6 separate regions of the Mus musculus genome follow, and regions 2, 3, 4, 5 and 6 are each linked to region 1. Evidence: chromatin contacts called from public ChIA-PET, Hi-C, HiChIP or PLAC-seq and promoter capture Hi-C data. All regions are on one chromosome and are shown on one strand. Each heading gives the region's core, a stretch centred on a gene start, on an enhancer-like site or on the middle of the called end of the contact. The rest is flanking DNA. Distances are from core to core; before and after follow the strand shown.

Region 1 (3,681 bases), core at 488-2,987:
GACAATAGGTCTAATTGTATTCCAAATTGCAGCCATAACCAATAACCTACAGAACTTCCTGAATACCTCTAACAGGGCAAGAGATTTACCTAGAATGAAAAAGTGGTTTAAGATCTTTTGAGTTTTATCAGTTGAAACCTGATAGAAAGGAATTTCCCAGGATTCCTGAGTCCACCACCAAGCGTTTCCTGACAGGAGTTTATCCGATGTTACTAGGGTGTGCAGTTGGGAGGGGGGCGGGGTAAGGTAATCAAGACTTTTTTAGCTACGATTATATGTCAGATTCCTAACCTCCCCTCTGAGGAGAGTTCGGTCTCCATGGGGAGACTGTCGATACAAGACTACAAACAAATTCGAACAATCTGAGGACTGTGCAAGACAGCACAGGTTTATGAAGTCCGGACACCACATGGTTTAGAAAACAGAACTGCAAAAGTAGGACTGAGGAGGGGAGCATTAATTATAGGCAAGCCGAAAAAAGGCGTTCCTGGCTCCTTAGGTCTAGAGTGACCACCGCCCTTGAGAGGGGCGAGGGGACGTGCAGCATTCATTCTAAGGCTATTGTTTAAGTATGGCTGACCGGACCAGAGGTTTAGGATGAAGAACACAGTGTGTAAAGGGGAAATAGGGTCCTGCCCTGTCAATCATGAACACTGACACGGGCTGAAGGTACCCCAAGACTTTCGTGCCACGGAAATAGGCAGTGTTGCAGATTTCCTCAGGAAAACATTGAAGGCAAAAAAGTGTGATCACACCCAACCCTTTCCTCTATGCCCAGCCCAATCTCTCCCACGTCCCCCAAAGGAAGAGAGCACCAGGTCAAACTCGTTTGTTTATTCTTTCATTCAACCAGCATTTCGCTCTCCTCGGGGGTCTTTGTTCAACCGAAAGGGAAGGGCCCTCGCCATTCCGGCAGCACCGAATATTCTCGTCTAGGGGTCCCCCTGAGCCGCCCGGCTCTGCAAGACCAAAAGCACCACCGAGGGATCTGGGCTGTAGAGAAAGCTCCAGGCCTACATTCCAACGAGGGCGCTCTCGCTGGAAGCCCGGGGAGACGCTAGCACCAGGGGTGGGGTGGTAGCAGGAGGGAAAGTGTCCACCAAGAGGGAACAGGGCGCCCCTGGGCGGCCTCGGAAGAACCCAGCCCGAGGTTCTTTTATTAAAGGTGTGTCTGGCTTGCTGGTCAAACGCAAACCCTCCCTAGTACGCTGTGGCACGTGCAACCCAAAAGTCTATGCCGACACGCAACTGCGAGCCGCCTCTCATTCACCACCAGGCTAGCACTGGAGAGTGAAAGCACATCTAGGTGGAAAGATCGAGAACACAAACCGGCCCTCTGGGCAGCGTGGCAGCGCCCGCCCAAGTTCTGCGGGAGAAAAAAAAAAAAAAAAACCCTTCACGTAAATCAAATCTTAAGTCACGGGCTGGGAATGGTTATGGGGGGGGGGGCTGGGAGGGTAGGGTACTGCACACTCGCCGGCTGCGTCCCCGAAACGCAGCGTTGGAGACCGGGCTGGGAGGGAATCTAAGGGATCCGGCTCCGTAATTACAGCAGCCGCGGGTGGCGGCCACCCACGGGGCTGCAGTGCCCCGAGCCGCGGGGAAGCGGGGTGCGGCTGGCCCCCCGATTCGGGGTGCGGGGCAACCGGGAGGGAGGCGGAGCCCAGGTGCTGTTGATACACAAAGGCGAACGCCCGCGCCCCGCCCACTGACGCGGCGCCCCGCCGCTATAACTCGCGCTCGGGAAGCTGCTCCACACCGCGCCACGCCGTCGCCCGCGCCGCTACCCCTCAATCTCCGCCGGAGGATCGTGATCGCCATTCCCCGCTCTTTTTTTTCATTTTTCTTTAATAATTAAAGAGGAAAAAAAAATCCACCTCTTCTGCCTGTTGTTGGATTACGGGGAAATTTTAAAAATTTTTTATTAAAAAAAATAAAAGAAAAGGACTCCGTCACTGTTACATTTTTTCCCTCGTTTTACAATTCTGGTGTGTGACCGAGACAGCCCACGGGAGACGCTGCCGTGAGGTGGGCCAGCTCGCAGGGAGAGCACCGAGGTGAGGCGGGGGAGGGGCGGCGGCGGGGACGCGGGCGGCGCCGGCGGCGGGAGCGGGGGCTTGCGGCCACCCGGCCACAGCCTCCCGTTAGGGGGAAGGGGGAATCGCGCACGGGCCGCTCGGCTGCTTGCAATCGGGTCTTGTGCCTCGAAAATAATCGTCCGGTCCGGGCGTGGGGCAAGGCGAACCGCGCGAGGGCTTGACAATCAATCGCCCCTCGGTATTGCATCAGTTCCTCCCGGGGTAGAGGAGGGGCGGGTGACCGGGTACCCGGGGCAGTCCCCGGCTTGCCGGAGGCTAGGCTCGGCGTGCGCCCTGTAAACAAGCCCCGGCTGGGGCAGGGGGACCGGGCTCAGCGCCGGGGCGGCTGGAGGGGCGCCTCGGCGGGCGCATCTTTGTTCTCGCGGCCCCGCCGTCGGTACTTTTCCGCCCCTCGCCGCGCCCCCGCCCCTCGCTCGCCTGGTACTTTTCCACTCGCCTGGCGGGGGATGAATCAGCCGCGCTGCGCCGCTCGGCGGCGTCACGTGGTACGGGGGGGGGGCGGGCGGGCGCGCGCCGCAGTCCTGACGCGCCGCCTTCTACCTTCGCAGGCAGCCTCGAGGGCCAGTGCGCCGCCAAGGACAAAAGGAAGCCCGCGCCGCGAGCGAGCCGCACACCGTCCGTCCCTCCCGAGCAGCATGAAGAAGACCGAAATGGGAAGGTTCAACATCTCCCCGGATGAGGACAGCAGCAGTTACAGCTCCAACAGTGACTTCAACTACTCATACCCCACCAAGCAGGCTGCTCTGAAAAGGTGGGAAAAAGAAATGTGCTTTGCAAATTAAAAAAAAAAAGCCAGCTTGCACACACGGGTGCCTCGGGGCTGGAGGGATTGCTCATCGGTTACAGGCTAACGCGCACACCCAGGAACCAGAAGGCTCACCCGAAGCCTCGGTCTCCCCTGGCTCACAGCCCCGGAGAGAGTAGCCTGCTAAATTACCCGGTTGTTACTGCATGACAGATGGTATTACCTTCGAGAACACCTAGTTCATGCATTAACTTAAGCAGAACTGAAGGGCTTTACATGATGTAAACTATAGTTTTCGTATCTTTCAGTTGGGTTACAACGGCCTTTTTAAAAAAAAAAAAAATTATGTGTTTGCAGCCATTATGCCGACGTGGATCCCGAAAACCAGAACTTTTTACTTGAATCAAATTTGGGGAAGAAGAAGTACGAAACAGACTTTGTAAGTTAACAGTACTGTTATGTGCTTGGCTTTATGGAGTCAAAGAATAGTGTTACTTTTAGATTTCAAATCTGACTTGCCCGAAGCTGGTTTTTCTCCTTTTAATTATTGTTATATGTTTGGTTATCGTTTCCCTCTGTGTAGCATCCAGGTACTACTTCCTTTGGAATGTCAGTATTTAATCTGAGCAATGCGATTGTGGGCAGTGGAATCCTTGGGCTTTCTTATGCCATGGCTAATACTGGAATTGCTCTTTTTATGTAAGTATGTGTAAGTGGTGCCTGCCGTGCAGGGCAGTTAATATGATAAACATATTCTTGGCTCCAGGAAAAAAAAAAAAAAAAAAAAGCAACTTGCGGTTCAAAGTAGTCGGTGTTAAAAATAATTTAAGCTTGAAA
Region 2 (4,211 bases), core at 575-3,074, 670 kb before region 1:
TGATGGGGAAGGACCGACTCTAAACTGCACGGCAGCCATCTTTGCTGCCAGTTGGAGGGGGGGGGGGGGTGTGGCACACACAGCCAGTACTGTCATTCTTAAATTATTCTGCTTAAACCAGGTGTGGTAGCACCCGCCTTTAATCCCAGCACTTGGGAGGCAGAGACAGGCTGATCTCTGAGTTGAAGGCCAGCCTGGTCTGCAAAGAGAGTTGAAACCCTGTCTTGAAAAACCAAAAAAAAAAAAAAAGAAAAGAAAAGAAAAGAAAAAAGAAAGAAAGGATGCAAGAGGATTGTGGGATTGTGGGATGTGGCTCACTTGGTAGAGGGCTTGCCTGCAGTGCATAAAGCTACAGGTTCGATTCCCCACATAAACTGACTGTGCGTGTTACAATGTGCTTGCAGTCAGAGTGACGGGGGGGGGGGGGGGGGGACACGACCAGAAACTTAAGGTCATCCTTGACTGTATGTCTGAGTTTGAAGTGAGACTGAATTACTTAAGACCCTGCCGGAGGGGAAGGGGGAGTGGAAGGGGGAGGGAGGGGAATGTGTTCCCACCTGAGAGGGGCTGTAGGGAGGGAGGGAGGGAGAGAGAGAGAGAGAGAGAAAGAGAGAGAGAGAATGTATTTCCAAGACTCTCCTCCTCTAGAAGCACCACCAGCTACTTTGTCGGAAACATTCTATACAGATATTCCACAGCTGAAGAGATTTCTATATTCTCAAGTCAGGATAGAAAGCAAAAGTTCTCCTGCTGACAGAGTTAGGAAACTCTGGGAATCACCAACAAAGCCAAAGTTGCCTACAGAGGAGACATGTGTTTTCCTGAGACAGGTATGTCCAAGACGACAAATAGACCGTACTTCCATACAGCTAAAATAACCTCTTACCTTGGGTTATGTATATAAAACCTTTACTCTCGTTCCTAAATTTGAACAATAACACTCATAATGTATACTTCACAATTTTGCTTATGAAAGGAAGTTCTCTTGGGCCTTGCATGTTCTACTCTTTGAGCAACCCCCCAAGCCCCACAGACCTTGTACATAGTCACTGTGGACACTAAAGGTGTTGGAGACGTGGCTGAGTTGGTAAAGCGCCTATGGTAAAAATCCATGTTTTAAAAATGTGTCTTTTTAATATAAATATAAGTAGTAGATTTATCTAGCAACTGTATTTCTTTATCTTTTTTTTTTTCGAGACAGGGTTTCTCTGTATAGCCCTGGCTGTCTTCTAGGCCGGGCGTGGTGGTGCACACCTTTAATCCCAGCACTCCGGAGGCAGAGGCAGGCAGTTTCTGAGTTCGAGGCCAGCCTGGTCTACAAAGTGAGTTCCAGGACAGCCAGGGCGACAGAGAGAAACCCTGTCTCAAACAAACAAACAAACAAACAAAAAGTGTCTTTTAATAAACTTCAACTCTACTTCACACCAGCTTGCCTTGAAGTTCTTTTTTGTTCGTTTGTTTTTTTGAGACAGGGTTTCTCTGTATAGCCTTGGCTGTCCTGGAATTCACTCTGTAGACCAGGCTGGCCTTGAACTCAGAGATCTGCCTGCCTCTGCCTCCTGAGTGCTGGAATTAAAGGCGTGCGCCAACACTGCCCCGCTTTTTGTTGTTGTTGAAGTTCTTTTCTACGGCAAAGTGAAAAAAATCCTGGATTTGCCTAAGCAGAGGTCTCCAAGGCTCAAAGGTCCTGGGGTTGACAATACTGTTCAGTGGTAAAGCCAGTCAAGTGACCTGGAGCAAGAAGGCAGGCAAAGCTATCCTGCGGCGCTACAGCCAGGCCTTGGAGCACGTGACTTGGTCATGTGACCCACCCTGGTCTATGGGTCTCCACCCTCCAGCGTGGAGAGCTCTGAACTCAAGCTCCCGGAGGTTCTTAGTGTGCTGGTGGTGCATATGGAGAGCAAAGCTATGGTGTGAGATAGGTGAACCGGAGACCTCTGGCTTTGGCGCCAAGGGAATGGACTCACATTTGTTTCCACGACCTTGGAGGTCAGCGAACTCCTCAGAACCTACTCTTTCATTTGTAAAATAGTGGCGATAATCACCGCTAGGGGAATGCTAAGACTGGGATGAGAACCTGGCACAATATGTCCATAAGACAAAAACAAAAACAAAAAAAGCAAAAAAGATTTCTCTATTCTCTCTATTCTCTCTCTCTCTCTCTCTCTCTCTCTCTCTCTCTCTCTCTCTCTCGACCCCTCTTCCTTCTTCCTCTCCCTCCCTTCCCCCGCCCCCCTCCGTCTCAGTCAGTTACAGCCACAGGCTTGAATGCTTTATGGAACAGCCCAGTAGACAGGGGAAAGATGATACAAAGATGGGGAAAGTTGCCAGAGCCAAGTCCTTGGATGAGGAAGAAACTGGCGGTACCTGCCAGGCAACTTGTAGGGCTTGAGTTCTTCGTTTTTTTTCTCTGGTCTATCTCAGCAAGGTGGGTGAAGGCATAGCGCAGGCAAGGAGCTATATTTAACCAAGATTGGAGCTCGATTCTATGTTTTGCTATGTATCCCTGACTGACCTGGAACCCCCATATGTAGATCAGGCTGGCCTTGAACTCACAGAGATCCACCTGCCTCTGAATCTACTCTTTCATTTGCAAAATTGTGGTGATAATCACCCGCTATGGGAATGCTAAGACTGGGATGAGAACCTGGCACAATATGTCCATAAGACAAAAAAAAAAAAAAAAAAAAAAAAAAAAAACCAACCAACCAACCAAAAAAAAAAAAAAATCCACCTGCCCCTGTCTCCTGAGTGTTGGGATTAAAGGCGTCCGCCACCATTCTCAGCCATTTGTTTGTTTTGAGACAAGGTCTCACTATGTGGCTCTAGCTTGCCATTTGCCATTTGTAGACTAGGCTGCCCTCCCCCTGCCTCTGCTGGGACTTTAAAGGATGCTGCTGCTGAAGATGAAGATGGTCATTTCATACGTATGCATGCGTGTGGTGGTATGGGTCTTTGCACAGGAGTGCAGGTACCTGCAGGGACCAGAGGAGGCTATCAGACTCCGTGGTGCTTGAGTTACAGGTGCTTAGGAGCCGTATGACATAGGTTCTGGGAACCGGACTCAGGTTTCTGCCAGAGCAGTGTGTGCTCTTAACTTCGGAACCACCCTTCCAGCTGTGGCTTTGCCTTATTGGTGTTCATTCACATAGACTGATAATTACAAATTCATAATTTACTTAAAGCCATGGCTTACTTGAGTCCAAGCACATAAAACCAATTTTTTTTTAGATAGTAGAAAATATTTTTAATGTAATGGCAAAAATAATGTGTTTTCCTCCTTCCTTTTTTTTTTTTTTTTTTTTGGTGGTGTTGGATATTAAACTTACAGTCTCACACATGCTTGGCAAACATCTGTACCCTGTCCAGTAGTGTTCCTTCAACATCAACAACCCTTTATTAGTTTCGGCCACAGCTTATCTTTTTCACCCACCTTCTCTGTTTGAAGGGGCAGTTGTTTTTTCTTTTCTTCTAGGATTCCAGTGCTCTGAGTGGGCCAGAAATCAGCCCATTCAATATTTACATAAAGCTGCATTTACCTCAGTCAACGGGTGCTTGCTTTCACACTTATGCTAGGCTATGTTTAAGTAAAGGCCGAATTTAGCAAATCAAAAAAAAGCATGCCTTTTTTTTTTCTTCTTCTTTGCTTGTATGGATATAATGGCCTGCATGGTTTTGGTTATTTCTCTTCTAAGAACTTGTGATCTGTGCCTTTAAGTATATATGAGTAAGTCAGCTGTGTATTAGCTCAGCATTGGGGAAGCAGAGGCACAAGGGTTGCTGAGAGACTGAGGCCAGCCTGGTCTACATAGTGAGTTTCAGGCCTGCATTTTTAGACTCTGACAGACACAGACAGACAGACAGACAGACAGACACACACACACACACACACACACACACACACATGAATAATCTATTTCCTCTAATAGCATATTAAGAATTGTGGGGCTGGAGAGATGGCTCAGTGGTTAAGAGCACCGACTACTCTTCCGAAGGTCCTGAGTTCAAATCCCAGCAACCACATGGTGGCTCACAACCATCCATGATGAGATCAGATGCCCTCTTCTGGTGCATCTGAAGACAGCTACAGTGTACTTAACTATATTAATAAATAAATCTAAAAAAAAAAAAAAAGAAAGAATTGTGAGGAACTGGGGTTGTAGCTCAGCTGTAGAATGTGCATGAGGGCCCGGGTTCAATCCCCAGTACTA
Region 3 (4,056 bases), core at 1,099-3,598, 890 kb before region 1:
CACCACCCAAACTGTGCACTGGAGGGCCTGAGCCAGCTCGAATAGAATAAAATAGAATAAAGGGCCTATTGTAACTTACATCCGATCGGTTCCTATCTGTTTTTTTGGAGTGGTGGGGGTGGGGATCACTACACTTCCCTTGCTCTACAATGGAACAGCTCCCCCATCTCACTGTACAGCCTCTCTGATGCACCCGCCAGAGCATTTTAATGTTGCCTTGGCTTATGACTTCCTTTGGTCTGTAAAACAATGAACAGCTGTGAAATGGCTACCGTGTGGCAACATAGAATTTGGGGTAACCTAATTCTGAGTTCCTGGGCCACACACACTGAAAATAGCTCCGGAAAAAAAATGGTTTCTCATTCCCTTTAGGTCGAGAACGATTTTGTTTGCTTTTAACATCCACAGCACCATACAGTCACACTCAGTCGCGGGTCCCTCCTAAAGGCTGTAAATGCAATCACAGCTAGGCATGGGGACTCAGTTCAGCTGGGCGTGTCATGGGTAGCATTCATGAAGCGCCAGCATAAACTGGGAATGGTGGCACAGACTTGTCACTACAACAGGCAGAGGCTGTGGCATTAGGTATGCAAAGTCATCCTCAGCTATCAGGGCAGTCTGAGCTCAAGACCTTGTCTCCAGTAAACAGTGCCGGCCATCGGGCCATCTGTGTGAGTCCCAGGGGGTAGGCAGACTACAGCACAGCAGCTGCCCTACAAGGAGGTGGCCTTAGGTGTTGAGTCTCTTTCTGAATTCAGGGTGTTAGCATTCTGTCTAAACCCCACCCCACTGTTACCTGGCAACAGCCAGGTAGGCCTGACCCACTATAAAAGAGGCTGCTTGCCTCTTCCTCCATCTTTGCCGTCTTGCTTATATCTCTTGCCCTTGCCCTCCCCTTCCTCCCTCTCTCCACGTGCTCATGGCCATGGCCACCCTCCTCTTCTCTCTCTCTCTCTGCCTTTCTCTGCCTCTACTACCCTCTTATCTCCCCTCCCCATGCCCTGAATAAACTATACTGTACTATACCATCGTGTGGCTGGTCCCTCAGGGGGAAGGAATGCCTTGGCATGGGCCTGCTGAGACATCCCCTGCTCCCATATCTCAACCACCCCCATAAAACATTCTTTCTCTCTTTATCTTTTTATCAACACATCTCAGGGGTTCTGCCAGCGTGTCTTCATGGTACCCCCTCTACTTCTGAGGATAAACCTCAGGTTTGGAGATGTTTAGAAGTGAACATATCGCCCTATACAAGAAGACCCATCCGGACGGAATCCATTGCAGAGCACAATGCTCCCCAAATCACACTTAGAGGGCCCTCCCTAAATGTCTCAGGATAGCTGTCCCAGAGGCTCTCATGTTCTCTTGCTATCTACAAGCTGTAACCCCTCCTCCCGTTGCTAGGGCTTTCTTTTCTACACTGCACAACCCCTTGGCCCCTCTTTCTCAAAGAGAAGAGAAGGCCAATGGTGAATAACATGCTTAAAGATATTTTTATTCGATTACAACTCAAAGGATACAAAGGTGCGAAAGAGGGTACTGATGTTTGCCCGGCCCTCTTGTCCTTCCATCTCATGCACCAGGCGTAAGAGCCCATCTTTAAAAGGATGGCTGTGCAGTGGTCTACACTGCCGTCTGCTAAGGTATAGTATTAAGTTCCTAGCTTTGTCTACAGTTTTGGCAGAGCTGGGAGAGAGGATCTTTCAAAAAACCAGCTGTGTGTACCTGTGGTTCTAGGAAGAGACTGTTCTTTTGTAGGGAAACAAAACCCTTTATGGGCTCTTTAAAAATCAGCCAACTGGGGGCAGGACCCCAGAAGTCAGGGGAGAGAGGGTGACTAAGAATCAGCAAGAGGCTTTGCATATGAGAGGGAAAAAAATGCAAAGGGTATCTCCAGACAGAGATCGGTCTATCCCCCACCCCCACCCTCCTGAAGATCTTTAGAAAGAACCAGGGAGGCCAGTGGCCTTGGGAGCCTGCCAGCCTACCGTCCTGAAGGAGGGAGGCTTGGACTATTCGTGTGGGTACCAAAGGAAACCAACCTCCCTGGCTCCAAGGCTTGTGTTGGCGTGAACCTTAGGCTGTTGTCCTCTCTGAGGGCTAGCCTCCTCACGCTGCCTAGAGAAGGTTCTTCTGACCTTCTGGGAACAGGGAGTGGGGTGCCAGTCAGAATACAAGAGAGGGTACAGAACGTTCGTAGATAAAAATAAACGGCCTTTGCCAGGCTGGGAAATAAATTAACTTTGCTTCAAATGTAAATGTCCCCGCAGGGGCTGAAAGTGTATTCTAATGACCTTGTAGGGCCAGATGGAAGAGGAAGAAAAACAACACATCACTGGCCTAGCCCCATCTTCTCTAGACTTTAATTTCCTCCTTTGAACAAAGGGACAATGAGGCGCTGATGGAACGGAACTGGTTGCAGGGCTGGCTGTTAAATGTGAAAAGGAAGAGATTGAGGCTTTAGAGCCACCACTTGAGCTCTACTTTAGACTAGCAACAGTCCCAACCTCTAGAAATAAGACTGGGTTAGCTAAGGTCAGGAGTGTCACTGCGCTGATTTTCTTGGTTTCCTCTCTGGATTTGTTCTGTGACTCAGTTTTCCTTTGTCTCACTCCCCTACCCCTACCCCCCCCCCCCCCCACCAAGTCTTGTTCTCAGTTTGACTGGGCTCTCCAGAAACCCTTATTTGATAGGTTCCTTCTTCTGTCGCCAGAGAAATGAGCCAATTCGAACCAGATTAGATTATGTTAAAGGCAGGTTTATTGGGAAGCTGCAAGTTCACTGGCCCCAAGGACTGGGGTCAGGGAAGTCGCCATGGGGAAAGGAGGTAGGGGAGAGAGAAAGACAGAAAGGGCATGCATGATGAGAGAGGAGAAGAAGGAAAAAGAAAAGAAACAGCGGGAGGAAGAGGAGGGGAGACACCAAAATGCCTGGATTACATAGATGGTAACTGAAACCCACTGCCTATGACACATCCTAGTAGTTAGCAATCTCCAACTATTGGTCGGCCATTAATTCAACCCTAAGGTCTTATCAAGAAATTCTGCCAAGTGGGCAAGATGACCCCAAGTAACAACACTCTTCAAAAAGAAGAACGTTAAAATACGTAAGCAAAGGAGAGCCTAAAAGCCTGGCTGTGATCACCGTTCTATCTGCGCAGGGATTAAAGGCTTCTTGCATCTAAGGAACATCTCCCACCGCGATGCCTGTCCTTGGAAATCTGTGCATTGCCGATTCTTACCCTGAAGAATGCTAATGTCTCCTCCGGGCTTTTTCCATGCGGTGGTGCAGTGGTGCACATACAGCTACTGCCTAAAATCAAAAGACCGAGCCGAGCCCCTTCATTTATTGTTCTCCTTTAATCTGCACTTTGTTTTGAATAAAGGGACACCTGTTAATCCCACTGGGTGAGAATAAGACCACTACTACAGTTTGGAGCTGAATTTGAAGCAAGCTTTAATTATGTACTGGTCAGAATGAAGGACTCAGGCTCGGTCCATTCTGGGCTTCCCTGAAAATACTGATGAGTTACACTTTGCAGGGGCTTATAAAGGCAACCTCGTACGGTCTCACCCAGCCCAATGGGGGTTAGGGGAAGCATATATCCAGACGTATTTCCTGCCTGGTACTTCTTACCTCCATGTGATCAAGCACATGCAGTGTAGTTGGGTCAAACAAACTTGTGTAGGGGACCAAACCCGCGTGGCTGGTAATCTTCCATGAACAATAGCCTCCAGCATTTCAGTAAGTCTCTCTCCTTGGGCAGGGGCTTACAAGTTAGAGGCATGCTTGTTTTAGGGATCTTTTAGCCACAGTAATTAAAACTTGAAACCTAACTTTGGCTCTCATGCATCTTGTACCATGAAAAGGGAAAAATAGGGTTGCTGATAAATACTGTACGTGTGTCAGTCAGTTCTCAGAACCTAAGAAACTGAGATAGAAAAAAAGATAATGGAAAAATAAAAGGAAGCAATTCTGGCATCCTCTTTGCTGTTGTAAACCTCCCGTCTCCTCCAAGGGGCCAGACTTGCAGTCTCCTGTTTCTGCTTGAGTTGT
Region 4 (4,204 bases), core at 697-3,196, 550 kb before region 1:
TGGGTTCAATTTCATTTGAGAAAGGCGCCCCATTTAGGTATTTTGTTATAGCAACCGAACATTGACTAACATGGTGGAGATCCATGAGGTGATAAAGGTTATCAAATAAATAAACCTGAAAAAAAAACATTACCTTCCGCAAAGTAAGGCCATACCTTTTGCTATTACTGAAGTCAGCTTTCTTGTCTCCAGGCTAGTAAACACACACCTTTCATGCCTCTCTTGCCTTTGACATGCATGGGAGTCCAGAGAGCTGGTCTTATATAGACCTGCCCCCTGCGAGTTTGTGTACAGCTGGTTTATGCTGTGGGGTGATGGCAAGATACTTCTGAGAGTTGCCTGCAGGTATAGCATAACTTCCACTCTCCACTTCTTAAAAAAAAAAAAAACCACCCATTTTAGATCATTTTGTGATAAGCACGGGTTAACCAGCTTCCCAATTTCCTTCCATTTAGGACTGCAAAACCCAGTCACTTACTGGTCATTTAAATAACATTCCTTTGATTACCTGACTCCATTTCCAGGTGACCGCTCAGCTTTGTGACTTTGAGCCTTAAACCCGAGGTTTTCTTGGGGGAAGCCCGGGGGTTGGGGGTGTGCGTGTGGTCTGATAGGAATCTTAAACCTATTTCTCTGGGGAAATGAAGAATGCACCCCTGGAGCACACTAGGCTGGATGCTTGTGGTTTTAAAAGTCAATCTTTAGTGAAAGTGAAACTAACAGGAACCAAGTTGCCCTCCCTTGAAAACCCTGAATCGCTGAGCTCTCCCGGAACCAGTCCACATTAACGCAACACACAGGTCCATCAGATCCATGCCAAAAACTCACTCAGGAAGTTTTCCGATAAATTTAAGGATGCCGTGGGGGGGGGGGGGGATCATTTTGGTTTTTAAAGTTGTATTCATGTGCTCTGCCCTCACTGTCTCCCCAATTTTGTCTACCTTTCATTGGCTCCCTAAGCCCTTCTACTGTGGCTAGCATGGTTTTTTAGGGACAGTAATTTATTTCTTTTAATCCGTACACAACGGCCAAATGGATCACTTGGCTCAGTCAAATCCCATCGTTTAAGCCTTTAAACAAGAATGGATTTGTAATCGAAAAGCCCACCAGCTTCAAGCTCTCTCCCTCATTTTCACATGGCCTTGTTCAGCTTGTGCCTTCCGAGAATGCTAGCTCAGTCTACTGGAGCCCTGGTGGCTGTAGGGCCTCTAGGGGACAAGTCCTTCTGCGTAGCCACCCCTACCGAATTAATCCTAGTCCTGAAGCCGCCAGCGCGACTCTGGATTTTTTTTGTTTTTGTTTTTTTTGTTTATTTTTTTTAAAGGCTAATGCCCTTATCTGTGCATTCCAACCGGAAGCCTTCTTTCCTGCCCCTTTGCTTCTAGAGCTGGGCCCGGTGCCTCGGGCCGCCGTCTCCGAGTTAGGAAAAGGGCTCGAACTTTCCCAGGGAACCGGGGGGCGTCCCCGCGGCGCCTCCGCACCCCCTCCCCCCGCAAAGCCCCGGTGGTGCCCGAGGGAACGCGCCGCGGCCCTCGCTCCTGTCCTCCTCCTCCTCCTCCAAACCCGGGCGGGGACCCCAGCAAGCACCCGGTGCACAGCGCCCGCCAGGCCCCTCGCCCCAGCCCCTAAAGCCAGGCTCCGAGATCGGGGTGGGGTGCCACCTGCGGGCCACCGCCCGCGGGCTCCGGCGCGCGGCACCCCGGCACCCTGGGCGGCTCCCTACCGGGCTGGGCGGCTCCCCCGCGGGCGCGGGGCGAGGGGCGCGGGGCCTGGGGGTGCAGAGTCGCAGGCCTCGCTGCGGTCCCACCCGGCCGAGAGGCGGCGCGGAGCCCGCACGGGGCCGCCTCTGCGATTGGCTGCGCCCCCCCTCCCCTGCTCCGCCCGCCGCGGCGCCCGAGGAGCGAGGACGCGGGGACCCGCCTCCCGCCCGCTCCCGACCCCGGGCGCACGGGATAAAAGGCGGGCGGCGGGCGCGGGAGCCCGGGCCCTGCAGCCTGCGAGCGCCACCGGCGGGCCGGCTTCCCCCGCCGCCCACCCCGCTCCCGGCGCGGCCGAGCTCCGGCGGTACCTGCAGCCGAGCGAGAGAGCCGGGGAGCCCGCGCCGCTGCCTCGAAACTCGCCAAAGTTGAGAGGCTGCCGCCCACCGGGAGCTGGAGGGAAGGTGCGAGCGCGCGGGGCGCAAACCGGCAGGCGGACGCGCGGACCTTCCGAGCGCACCGCCGTCGGCGGCCTCTCCGAGCCGCTGCGGCTTCCCAGCGCTGTGAGTGGTCGGCTAGACCGACGGCTGGCTAAGTATTTCCGTTCAATTGTTTATGGGATGCGATTGTGTGTTTTTGTGTGTGTCGGTGGAGGGAGTTAAGGCAGAATGCATCCTTTAGAAACAAAAACACACAAAAAAGCCTGAGTTTCTCATGCTGAGACTGTCGCATTGAGAGAAGGTACCTGGAAATCTCACTGAGTTGGAGTAATCTAGGAAAAATGCATATAACAGGTTCTTTATTAAAAAGCCACCCCTGTTGGAGATGGAACCCATTTCAAAAGTTAATTGGAATGAAAGCAATTACGGAATAACTCTAACGGGTTAACTAGTGGCAGTTAACTTGTACTTTTCTCCCGTTTTAAATGTTGTTACCAGATTGGTGGGAGACTGAGCTGATGAGAAGCGACTGGCAAGAGACTCAGAGGCGACCATAATGTCGTTAAGGTTCCACACACTGCCCACCCTGCCTAGAGCTGTCAAACCGGGTTGCAGAGAGCTGCTGTGTCTGTTGGTGATCGCAGTGATGGTGAGCCCCAGCGCCTCAGGAATGTGCCCCACTGCTTGCATCTGTGCCACCGACATTGTCAGCTGCACCAACAAAAACCTATCTAAGGTGCCCGGGAACCTTTTCAGACTGATTAAAAGACTGGATCTGAGCTATAACAGAATCGGACTGTTGGATGCCGACTGGATCCCGGTGTCGTTTGTCAAGCTGAGCACCTTAATTCTTCGCCACAACAACATCACCAGCATCTCCACGGGCAGTTTCTCCACAACCCCAAATTTAAAGTGTCTGGACTTATCATCCAATAGGCTGAAGTCGGTAAAGAGTGCCACATTCCAAGAGCTGAAGGCTCTGGAAGTACTGCTGCTGTACAACAACCACATTTCCTATCTGGACCCCGCAGCGTTCGGGGGGCTTTCCCACTTGCAGAAACTCTATCTGAGTGGGAACTTTCTCACACAGTTCCCTATGGATTTGTATACTGGGAGGTTCAAGCTGGCTGATCTGACATTTTTAGATGTTTCCTATAATCGAATCCCTTCCATACCGATGCACCATATAAACTTAGTGCCGGGGAGACAGCTGAGAGGCATCTACCTTCACGGGAACCCATTTGTATGTGACTGTTCTCTGTACTCGTTGCTGATCTTTTGGTACCGTAGGCACTTTAGCTCCGTGATGGATTTTAAGAATGACTATACCTGTCGCCTGTGGTCTGACTCCAGGCACTCCCACCAGCTGCAGCTGCTCCAGGAGAGCTTTCTGAACTGTTCTTACAGCGTTATCAACGGCTCCTTCCACGCACTTGGCTTTATCCACGAGGCTCAGGTTGGGGAGAGGGCGATCGTCCACTGTGACAGCAAGACTGGCAATGGAAATACTGATTTCATCTGGGTCGGTCCCGATAACAGGCTGCTGGAGCCAGATAAAGACATGGGGAACTTTCGTGTGTTTTACAACGGAAGTCTGGTCATAGAGAACCCTGGCTTTGAGGACGCCGGGGTATATTCTTGTATCGCAATGAACAGGCAGCGGCTGTTAAACGAGACGGTGGATATCATGATCAACGTGAGCAATTTCACCATAAACAGATCCCACGCCCACGAGGCGTTTAACACGGCCTTTACCACCCTGGCTGCCTGCGTGGCCAGTATAGTTCTAGTGCTACTGTATCTGTACCTGACGCCGTGCCCATGCAAATGCAAAGCCAAGAGACAGAAAAACACGCTGAGCCAAAGCAGTGCCCACTCGTCCATTCTCAGTCCTGGCCCCACTGGCGATGCCTCTGCTGACGATCGGAAGGCAGGTAAAAGAGTCGTGTTTCTGGAGCCCCTGAAGGACACGGCGGCCGGACAGAATGGCAAAGTCAAGCTTTTCCCCAGTGAGACCGTTATAGCCGAGGGCATCTTAAAGTCCACCAGGGCAAAGTCTGACTCAGA
Region 5 (3,896 bases), core at 743-3,242, 760 kb before region 1:
CTCTGTTAAAAAGCAGCCTTATTTCCTACGACGTCTCTGTAATGTTAATCTGCATTTTCTGTACTTTCTGAACCTCGAGATTGTCTTGGTGAGTAAGTTGGTTCCTCCTCCTGATTTCGTGCGCAGTTACACCGGCTGTTCTCACTCCTTCCTTATTCCCCGTGAGTTTTGGATAACTTTGTCAGCCTCCAGAGAAAGCCAAGGGTAATTTGGTAGGACAACAAGCAGCACTGTCTCTCTCATTCATTCCTGTTTTCTTACACGTTCCTGTGTTAATCGGGATGACCGTGTCTACACTGGGAATACAATTAGGCCCCCAAATCTCACTAGATTATCTCAGTACAGTTTTATTTCTCCTCCATGCTGATTTCAACATAGAAGGGGCTGTGCCGTGCAGGTCGCTTTGATCAGACAGCTCTGCTGGACAAGAGATGGCTTCGACATTCTTATATCTTTCTCAAATGTCCAGCCCCCTCTGAGGTGGAGCCCTAAGCCTAACCCCGGCCAAAGGGCTTTGAGCAGCTGTGATGTATCTGCTTGGGTCACAGGCTTGAAAATTGGTATCAGTTTTCTCCGTGATCGTGGATGGTTGAGATCATGGGCAGAGTTGACAGAACCAAGGAGAGATACTCATAGGCCCCTTCACTACAGGCTGGCACCTGCCTCGAGTCAGCCCGACTGGGAAGCTGAAGAAAATCTTTACTGTGTCAAGTACCGAGAGGTTCTGGGGCTAAGTTGTTACTTCAATGTTAAGGGAAATGTCTATATTAACAAAATAATGTATACAAGTAAATTTCTAGGCTTGGGGAGGGTGAGACTCTCACATGTCATACAGAGGGCATTGAGGAATATAATACCAGAACTAGCCAGAGAGGAGGCTAAAAGGGCTTGGCTTGCAATCCTCTTGACCTTGGAGTTCTGTAGCAAAACACCATCTAACACAACTGACTCGCCAAAAACAAAAAACAAACAAACAAACAAACAAACAAAAACCCTTAAGTTTCCACTTCGTGGGGGCGGGGTTCAAGGCAAAGAAAGGTATAGGGCTGAAAGTCCACTGGACTCTGAGTAGTCGTAGGCTCTTCATGGGTTCTCGTTTAGATGTCCCTACAAGGTTCACGTACCTACTCTCGAGACGCCCCGCCCCTCCTCTCCTCCATTGGTCCATGGTTGTGCATGCTACCTTTCTGGCACCAGGATTGGGTGGTCTCATACTACTCATGTACAATGGTCCGTTTGCTGTACTAGCAGAGACGTGGCTGCTGGTAGCTGGGTTCTGCCACCAGCTGAGGTGGGCTCCCAGCACCCCCTCCCCCCATCTTTGTGGTGTAATTGAAAAAGACAAACTTGCTGCAAGTGAAGGAAAATGACTTACTCCCCTGCTGCTCCCGGCCCCCCCAGCAGCAGTGGGTACACAGAAGCAGCTCTCTTTTTGTGTTTAAGTTTGATTGCACCGGTTTCCGTTTCTTAAAAATCAAAAGCCCCTTGAGTGAGAAAGTTTCCATGCTTTACCACTACAGAACATCTCCAGGAAGCCTCCCTCCACCCCACCCCACCCCGCCCCGCCCCGCCCCGCCCTGCCGCAGCCCCGCACAGGCTGTGGCCATGAGCACCTGGCTGTGGGATTTCTCAGCATCCTCTGGTTTTACCGGGGGGATTACTGGGGATGAGGTAGCTAGAAATTGGCTTATGCTTTTATCCCCAGCCAAGGCTGGCCAAGCTTAGGGATAGCTGCTTTGAAAACAGCCTTGCAAGTGACAATACTATTAAAGTCAAATATGGTGATCCCTACTCCAAGGCTAAGGGACCACCACAGAAGACAGCAGAGAGATCGTAAGAGGCAGATGTCAGGGAAGCCTGGGAAAATGATGTGACAGGACACAGTCGCTGTACTTTTGGGTTCCTAGCAGCTCGACCGTGGAAGTGGGAGGAGCTCCCCCGCGTCTACCGTTAACTGAGAAGCTATTGACAGTTCACGGCTTCTAGTGGGGGAAGAGTCAGTCTTCTTTAAGGGTGTGACCCATGGCTCGCTGTCGAGCACACCCCAGTGGAGGATCTATACCCATGAGTATATGGGCAGCCCAAATGGGACTCAGTGGACTGGGGGCTGGGAGAGGGGATGGAAAAAGATGGAGAGAGATGGGGAGAGAGATGGAGAGAGAGAGAGAGATGGAGAGAGGGAGAGAGAGAAGGAGAGAGATATAGAGAAGAGGAGGGGAGGAGAGGGGAGGAGAGGGGAGGGGGGCAGTGAGGTGAGGACCTGGAGGAATTAGGAAGAGTGGATATGATCAAAGTACATTGAATTATTAATTCTCAGAGAATTAACAAACTATTTTAAAAGATTAAAACAAAAAAAAACAAAAAACAAAAAAACATTGATTCCAATTTTTGCATAATCGGGTCAAGAAAAAGGAAAGCACGCCTTCATGTCCTCCTCTCTGGGAAGGTTCATTTCCCACAACTGACTCTCTTCTCAGACTCATAGCATCCCCTCCCCCATCCTCACTCTCAGCTAATGAATTTTCTACCCTTTCCCTAAGCTGCACCCACGCACCCGGCCCTGCTCGCTGCCCTCCCAGTGCCTACTGCTTCCCTACAATGCCTACTAGAACTTTCTGTGACCATATACGTGTCCTGTCTCTCTATCTCTCTTCTGTACCATGCCACACAGTGGCTGCAATGATGGGGACCTGAGGATGTAGAGAAGTCTCGAGGTTAGCTGTGAAGGGACCAGAGACGTGGGGTGGAGAGTATAGAGGGAAGACGCTCTCTCCATGTTTGAGGGGGAAAGGATGAGAATGGTATGTTTCACATGTTATGTAAATGTCCGTTCTGTGTGGAGCCGTGTCTTCCTGAGTCAGAAGACCTGCTTGACACCTTCAGGTCATATCTGACCCCGCATAGTAGCTGTCCTTGCTTACCTCCCCGGCCGGGGGGTGGGGGGTTCCTATCGCCTTGTCCCATGGCTCCCCGGGGGGCTGGGGGTGTCCTATCGCCTTGTCCCATGGCTCCCCCGGGGGAGGCTGGGGTGGTCCTATCACCTTGTCCCATGGCTCCCCCCGGGGGGGGGGGGTCCTATTGCCTTGTTCCATGGCTCCCACGGGGGGCTGGGGGGGTCCTATCGCCTTGTCCCATGGCTCCCCGGGGGGGGGGTTGGGGTGGTCCTATCACCTTGTCCAATGGCTCCCCCGGGGGGGTCCTATCGCCTTGTCCCATGGCTCCACGGGGGGCTGGGGGGGGTCCTGTCGCCTTGTCCCATTGCTAACGACCCTGCTTCCTCCATCTTGAGTCGGTTATAAGAGCATCATTTCTCATTGACTTCTACTTCCTGCTGTTGTTAAAGCGTCCAAAGCCATCCTTATTGCTGTTCTTTGTACTACGTTACTGATTTTCCCATGCCTTTGTGCCATGTGATTTCTGGATTGCATGGGGCAGTATGAGGCATGCTAGGGACCCAGCTGAACTTTTAGTGTAGATTGGGGAGGTTTGCTTGAATTGCTCTTCTGTTTCTTCGCTTCTGTTTCTTTAGCTCCCATGTTCTCCACCTCCTATAATTAAGACACCAGGCCTCTTGGCGGATCACTCACTTTTTCTTTCTTATCCTCCCCTCCTCCTATCTCCTTTTTTGTTCTACTGTTTCAGCCGACCTACCTGCCAACCCTGATAGTCAACTTATTGTTTCAGTGACATATTTCCATTTTTTAAGCGTTCTCTTTTTGTTTTATTAATGATCTATTTTTCTTATAGCATCTGATTTTGGCTTTCCAGATCAGAGATCTTCTCTTACTAGCATCCCCTATACAATCTAAACCTCCAAAGCATTTTTAATAATTTTTATCTTGCCCTTTCATGTTAGACTCTTTCTTCAAATAGTCCTTGGCTAACCACGTATAGCC
Region 6 (3,677 bases), core at 1,085-3,584, 970 kb before region 1:
TCCACTGTAGCTGGGGAAACCCCTGGGCTGAGGGGTCCTGGGTTCTATCAGAAAGCAGGCTGAGCAAGCCATGAGGAGCAAGCCAGTAAGCAGCACCCTCCATGGCCTCTGCATCAGTCCCTGCCTCCAGGTTCCTGCCCTGTGTGAGCTTGTGTCCTGGCTTCCCTTGATGATGGCCAACTATGAGAACGTGTGAGCGGAATAAACTCTTTCCTCCCCTGCTCCCTTTAGAAGCCCTAACTAAGACAAGCTAATACCAGCATAGTGGGGTTTTGCTGCGGCAGACCTGCTTTTGGAAGGACTGTAGAAGTCTCCTTTGGGAGGGGGTTTTATGATCCTGTTCTGGATTTTAGGGTCCGTCTCTGGAGCTGATGGTCTTATCACCTAATTTCTGGGACTTACAGTTTGTTCCTGGAGCTGGTGCCTTACGGCCTTTTTTTTTTTTTTTCAAAATCAGGCCTGGTCTTTAAATGTAGAGGCTTTAAGTGCATGGATTGAATGCTTATATCCACCTCAGATCTGTACATTAAAACCCCAGAGCCTCAGTGTGTAGCATTTGGAGATGGAGCCTCTGGGAGATGGATGATCTGTCACAAGGCTAGATTGATGAGACTAGTGCTCTTAGGACAGGAGAAGAGGAGAGGAGAGGAGAGGAGAGGGGAGGGGAGGGGAGGGGAGGGGAGGGGAGAGGAGGAGAGGGGAGAAGAGGGGAGGGGAGAGGAGGGGAGAGGAGAGGAGAGGAGAGAGGAGAGGAGAGGAGAGGAGAGGAGAGGAGAGGGGAGGAGGGGAGAGGAGGGAAGAGGAGAGGAGAGGAGAGGAGAGGAGGGGAGAGGGGAGGAGGGGAGGGGAGGGGAGAGGAGAGGAGAGGGGAGAGGAGGGGAGGGGAGAGGAGAGAGGAGAGTGGAGGGGAGGAGGGGAGAGGAGAGGAGAGGAGAGGAGGGGAGAGGAGAGGAGGGGAGAGGAGAGGAGGGGAGAGGAGGGGAGAGGGGAGGGGAGGGGAGGGGAGGGGAGGGGAGGGCAGGGGGAGGGGAGGGGAGGGGAGGAGAGGAGAGGAGAGGAGAGGGCTTCCTCTTCCTCTCTTGAGCTTACCCTCTCCCTCTACACTGCGGGAATGCAGCAAGATGGTTGCCTGCAGTCAGAGGGACCTGCATCAGGCATGGGGTCACAGCATCTGGGACCAGAGGAGAGGGACCCTGTAGTCTCCCCTCCCCCAGCCTGAAACCTGCTTGCTCGGGGGTGGAGCTTCCTGCTCAATCTTTCTGCCACGCCCACCGCTGGAACCTGCCGCTTTGCTACTGGACCCCGAGATTATTTGGCGGGAATTGGGCCCCCTTCCCCTGCTTCATAACTGCGTGCAGAACAGTAAAATTGAGCTTTGATCAGAATGCCTGTCTAAGCTGCATTTCTTTCTCTCGCCGCCTAGCCCCTCTTCTCTTCCAGGTTTCCAAAATGCCTTTCCAGGCTAGAACCCAGGTTGTGATCTACTGGCCAGACACAACAGGACCCTCACCAGGCACCAGATTGGAGCATTAGTGACCAATAGGACCTTCACCAGGCACGGGGTCACAGCATCTATGACCAGAGGGACCTTCACCAATCACGGGGCCCATGGTAGTATCAGTGACCAGATGGACCTTCCCCAAGCACCGCGTCTACAGTATCACGATCTTTTCTTTTCAGCCCCCAGAACAGAATGCTTGCTTCTAAGCCGCTTAATTGTTTATTATTTTTAAAGCAAACCTGAGCAAAGGCGAGTGGGGACTAGGAAGAATCTGCTCTCTGTGTGGTTATGAGGTTATGCAGAAAGTGGCTTCCACAGGGCAGTGCTTAGTTAGATATTCACGAAACAAGAGAACAATGAAGGAATCCAAATGCCGTGGAATGGGGTCTCCAGACGGAGAGCCTTTGAACGTGCACAAAGCCCTTGCCTGAACATTAAAGACCTTTTCTCATTGTTAAGGAGTATTAGTTCAATTCTCTTGTATAAGATCATGTTCAGAGAGCCACTCCTCTCAAACGTGTTTTGAACACTGAGTGAGAAAGAACACGATTTGCATTTCTGTTTCTCGGTAGAGCTCTCTTTTGTGGGTCACACCACTTCAAATGGACTTAATCATAACGTGTTATTGCTCCAACCGTGTGTTAGTCACTGGACCCGGAGCTTTGCATATAATGTTTAAACTCAGAAAATAAGAGGAGAACAGGTTGTCCTGGGGGTCATGCAGAGGCTACCACGATTTAGACGTCTATGTTCTTTCTTCTGTTTCACTCGGTGACAAAAGCTGACCTTGAGAACACAAAGACACAACAGCTAGAGTTTCCCAGGCTGGCTGTTGGCGTTCTGTTGGCATTACTGCCACCTGCTGGCCATTCAGAAAATAGCAGCACATTTTGTCCACATTTGTTAGCAACCATGAAAGTGAATTTAATTTCTTAGTAAGATGGACTGCTGAATTTGTAAGTCTTTAGTGTGTTGCATTAGTCAGAATGAATACACACACACACACACATGTGCGCGTGTGTGCGTGTGCATGTGCACGCACATGCATGTATATACATATATGTATATTGGAGTCCTGGAGGATCTGAAGAGCTGCTGGCTTTCAGTCTGTGTTGAGAACCTAAAGAAGTTGGATTGAATGCCAGCAGCAACAAGATAGATGAGCTTGCCCAGGAGAGCAAAGTTTCCTTCTTCTGTGTCCTTTATGCAGGCTGCCACCAGAATTGTAGCTCAGATTCAGGGTGGGCCTTTCTGCTTCAAATAATCTGATTAAGAAAATTCCTCATGGGCTGGAGAGATGGCTCAGCAGTTAAGAGCGCTGACTGCTCTTCCTAAGATCCTGAGTTCAAGTCCCAGCAACCACATGGTGGCTCACAACCATCTGTAATGAGATCTGACTCCCTCTTCTGGAGTGTCTGAAGGCAGCTACAGTGTACTTACATATAAATAAATAAATAAATAAATAAATAAATAAATAAATAAATATTAAAAAAAAAAAAAGAAGAAAATTCCTCACAAGAATGCCGGTAGCCTGGGTTTTGGCTGATTCTAGGTACAGTCAAGTTGACAAACAAGATTAGTATCAGATATAAATAGTAAAAATTAGGATATGACTTTTGAATGTGTTATTCAGAAAAAGGACAAAGTGAGTCCCGGGTAGGGTGGGGTGGGGGTGGACATTGGGGGCTGTGACAGAAACAGCTCGTTCTCTCATTTACACAAGAGGCATCTCACAGAGGCTGCATCCGTGTACATCCATCACGATGGTGGTACAGCTAACATCCGTGCCAGCCATGATGGCGGTACAGCTAAAAAGCCAGCACACAGAGAGGGCTGTGGGACTCACCCTGCCCTTGGGCCATAGGCAGGTCAGACAGAGAAGCTGAGTTCCTGGTGCCTTGCCCAGACAGGCGCACAGCTCGAGGCTCACGACCAGTGTCCAGTCGTGGCTAGGCTGGCACGCTGTCTGCCCACCCCAAAGTAGATGTGTATCAGGTCTTTCCAGAGACTTGGAGGGTGTTTTGAAGAAGCAAACCCCCAATATATTTCAGTACATACCTCCACCCCAACCCCCGGTTTAAAATAAACATCATAGTGGACTTTGAAAAGGAAGAAATATCCTGAAAATACAGGTGGGAAGGAGCCGGTGAAAAGGCTCCTTTTTAACGGCGCTGAA

The links. Promoter capture Hi-C pulls out the DNA fragments that hold promoters and counts their contacts. Hi-C and Micro-C count contacts between places; a contact is called where the count stands out from the background. ChIA-PET counts read pairs in DNA pulled down with a chosen protein or histone mark. HiChIP or PLAC-seq counts read pairs in DNA pulled down with a chosen protein or histone mark. Capture Hi-C pulls out chosen DNA fragments and counts their contacts.
Region 2: a contact with region 1 is called in an H3K27ac HiChIP or PLAC-seq map of embryonic stem cells, with 5 times the contacts expected there. The contact joins the enhancer-like site here to the promoter of Slc38a2 in region 1. A contact is called at or near these places in 4 of 484 Hi-C or Micro-C datasets (CD4 T cells and embryonic stem cells), 6 of 115 datasets of contacts at active chromatin or transcription factors (effector CD8 T cells, embryonic stem cells, extraembryonic endoderm stem cells and 1 more) and 1 of 9 other capture datasets (liver).
Region 3: a promoter capture Hi-C map of embryonic stem cells shows a contact between it and region 1, with 2.5 times the contacts expected there. The contact joins the enhancer-like site here to the promoter of Slc38a2 in region 1. A contact is called at or near these places in 2 of 39 promoter capture datasets (embryonic stem cells and hippocampal neurons), 2 of 484 Hi-C or Micro-C datasets (both in embryonic stem cells), 6 of 115 datasets of contacts at active chromatin or transcription factors (embryonic forebrain, embryonic stem cells and microglia) and 1 of 9 other capture datasets (pancreatic islet).
Region 4: a promoter capture Hi-C map of pancreatic islet shows a contact between it and region 1. The contact joins the promoter of Amigo2 here to the promoter of Slc38a2 in region 1. A contact is called at or near these places in 15 of 39 promoter capture datasets (the 3T3-L1 cell line, 3T3-L1-derived adipocytes, the SN4741 cell line and 9 more) and 2 of 9 other capture datasets (adipose tissue and pancreatic islet).
Region 5: an RNA polymerase II ChIA-PET map of memory CD8 T cells shows a contact between it and region 1, with 21 read pairs. The contact joins the enhancer-like site here to the promoter of Slc38a2 in region 1. A contact is called at or near these places in 1 of 39 promoter capture datasets (pre-B cells) and 5 of 115 datasets of contacts at active chromatin or transcription factors (CD8 T cells, effector CD8 T cells, embryonic stem cells and 2 more).
Region 6: a contact with region 1 is called in a Hi-C map of the N1E-115 cell line, with 4 times the contacts expected there. The contact joins the enhancer-like site here to the promoter of Slc38a2 in region 1. A contact is called at or near these places in 2 of 39 promoter capture datasets (cranial neural crest and hippocampal neurons), 3 of 484 Hi-C or Micro-C datasets (the G1E-ER4 cell line and the N1E-115 cell line) and 5 of 115 datasets of contacts at active chromatin or transcription factors (the NIH/3T3 cell line, astrocytes, embryonic forebrain and 2 more).

The regions. Positions count from the first base shown.
Region 1 is chr15:96,697,784-96,701,464 of GRCm38.p6, reverse strand. Slc38a2 (solute carrier family 38, member 2) reads left to right here and starts at 1,737. Exons shown (of 16, transcript NM_175121.4): 1 at 1,737-2,057; 2 at 2,648-2,850; 3 at 3,202-3,283; 4 at 3,428-3,543. The coding sequence starts at 2,735.
Region 2 is chr15:97,366,949-97,371,159 of GRCm38.p6, reverse strand. The region is part of intron 4 of Pced1b (PC-esterase domain containing 1B); the gene reads right to left. Among named protein-coding and RNA genes, the nearest start is that of Gm33325, 12 kb to the right of the region's middle. Within about 2 kb of position 1,824, at least 20 of the 459 cell types and tissues checked have an H3K27ac peak or open chromatin away from gene starts, as enhancers often do. A contact at or near this core is called in embryonic stem cells, where this site is marked.
Region 3 is chr15:97,592,208-97,596,263 of GRCm38.p6, reverse strand. No RefSeq gene overlaps it. Among named protein-coding and RNA genes, the nearest start is that of Gm41394, 26 kb to the left of the region's middle. Within about 2 kb of position 2,348, at least 19 of the 459 cell types and tissues checked have an H3K27ac peak or open chromatin away from gene starts, as enhancers often do. A contact at or near this core is called in embryonic stem cells, where this site is marked.
Region 4 is chr15:97,245,029-97,249,232 of GRCm38.p6, reverse strand. It overlaps Amigo2 (adhesion molecule with Ig like domain 2), which reads left to right and starts at 1,946. Exons shown (of 2, transcript NM_001164602.1): 1 at 1,946-2,260; 2 at 2,636-4,204. The coding sequence starts at 2,694. It overlaps Pced1b (PC-esterase domain containing 1B), which reads right to left and starts at 2,126. Exons shown (of 6, transcript NM_172293.4): 1 at 2,069-2,126.
Region 5 is chr15:97,456,382-97,460,277 of GRCm38.p6, reverse strand. No RefSeq gene overlaps it. Among named protein-coding and RNA genes, the nearest start is that of Gm41393, 51 kb to the right of the region's middle. Within about 2 kb of position 1,992, at least 59 of the 459 cell types and tissues checked have an H3K27ac peak or open chromatin away from gene starts, as enhancers often do. A contact at or near this core is called in CD8 T cells, effector CD8 T cells and memory CD8 T cells, where this site is marked.
Region 6 is chr15:97,666,253-97,669,929 of GRCm38.p6, reverse strand. No RefSeq gene overlaps it. Among named protein-coding and RNA genes, the nearest start is that of Rpap3, 38 kb to the left of the region's middle. Within about 2 kb of position 2,334, at least 56 of the 459 cell types and tissues checked have an H3K27ac peak or open chromatin away from gene starts, as enhancers often do. A contact at or near this core is called in the N1E-115 cell line, where this site is marked.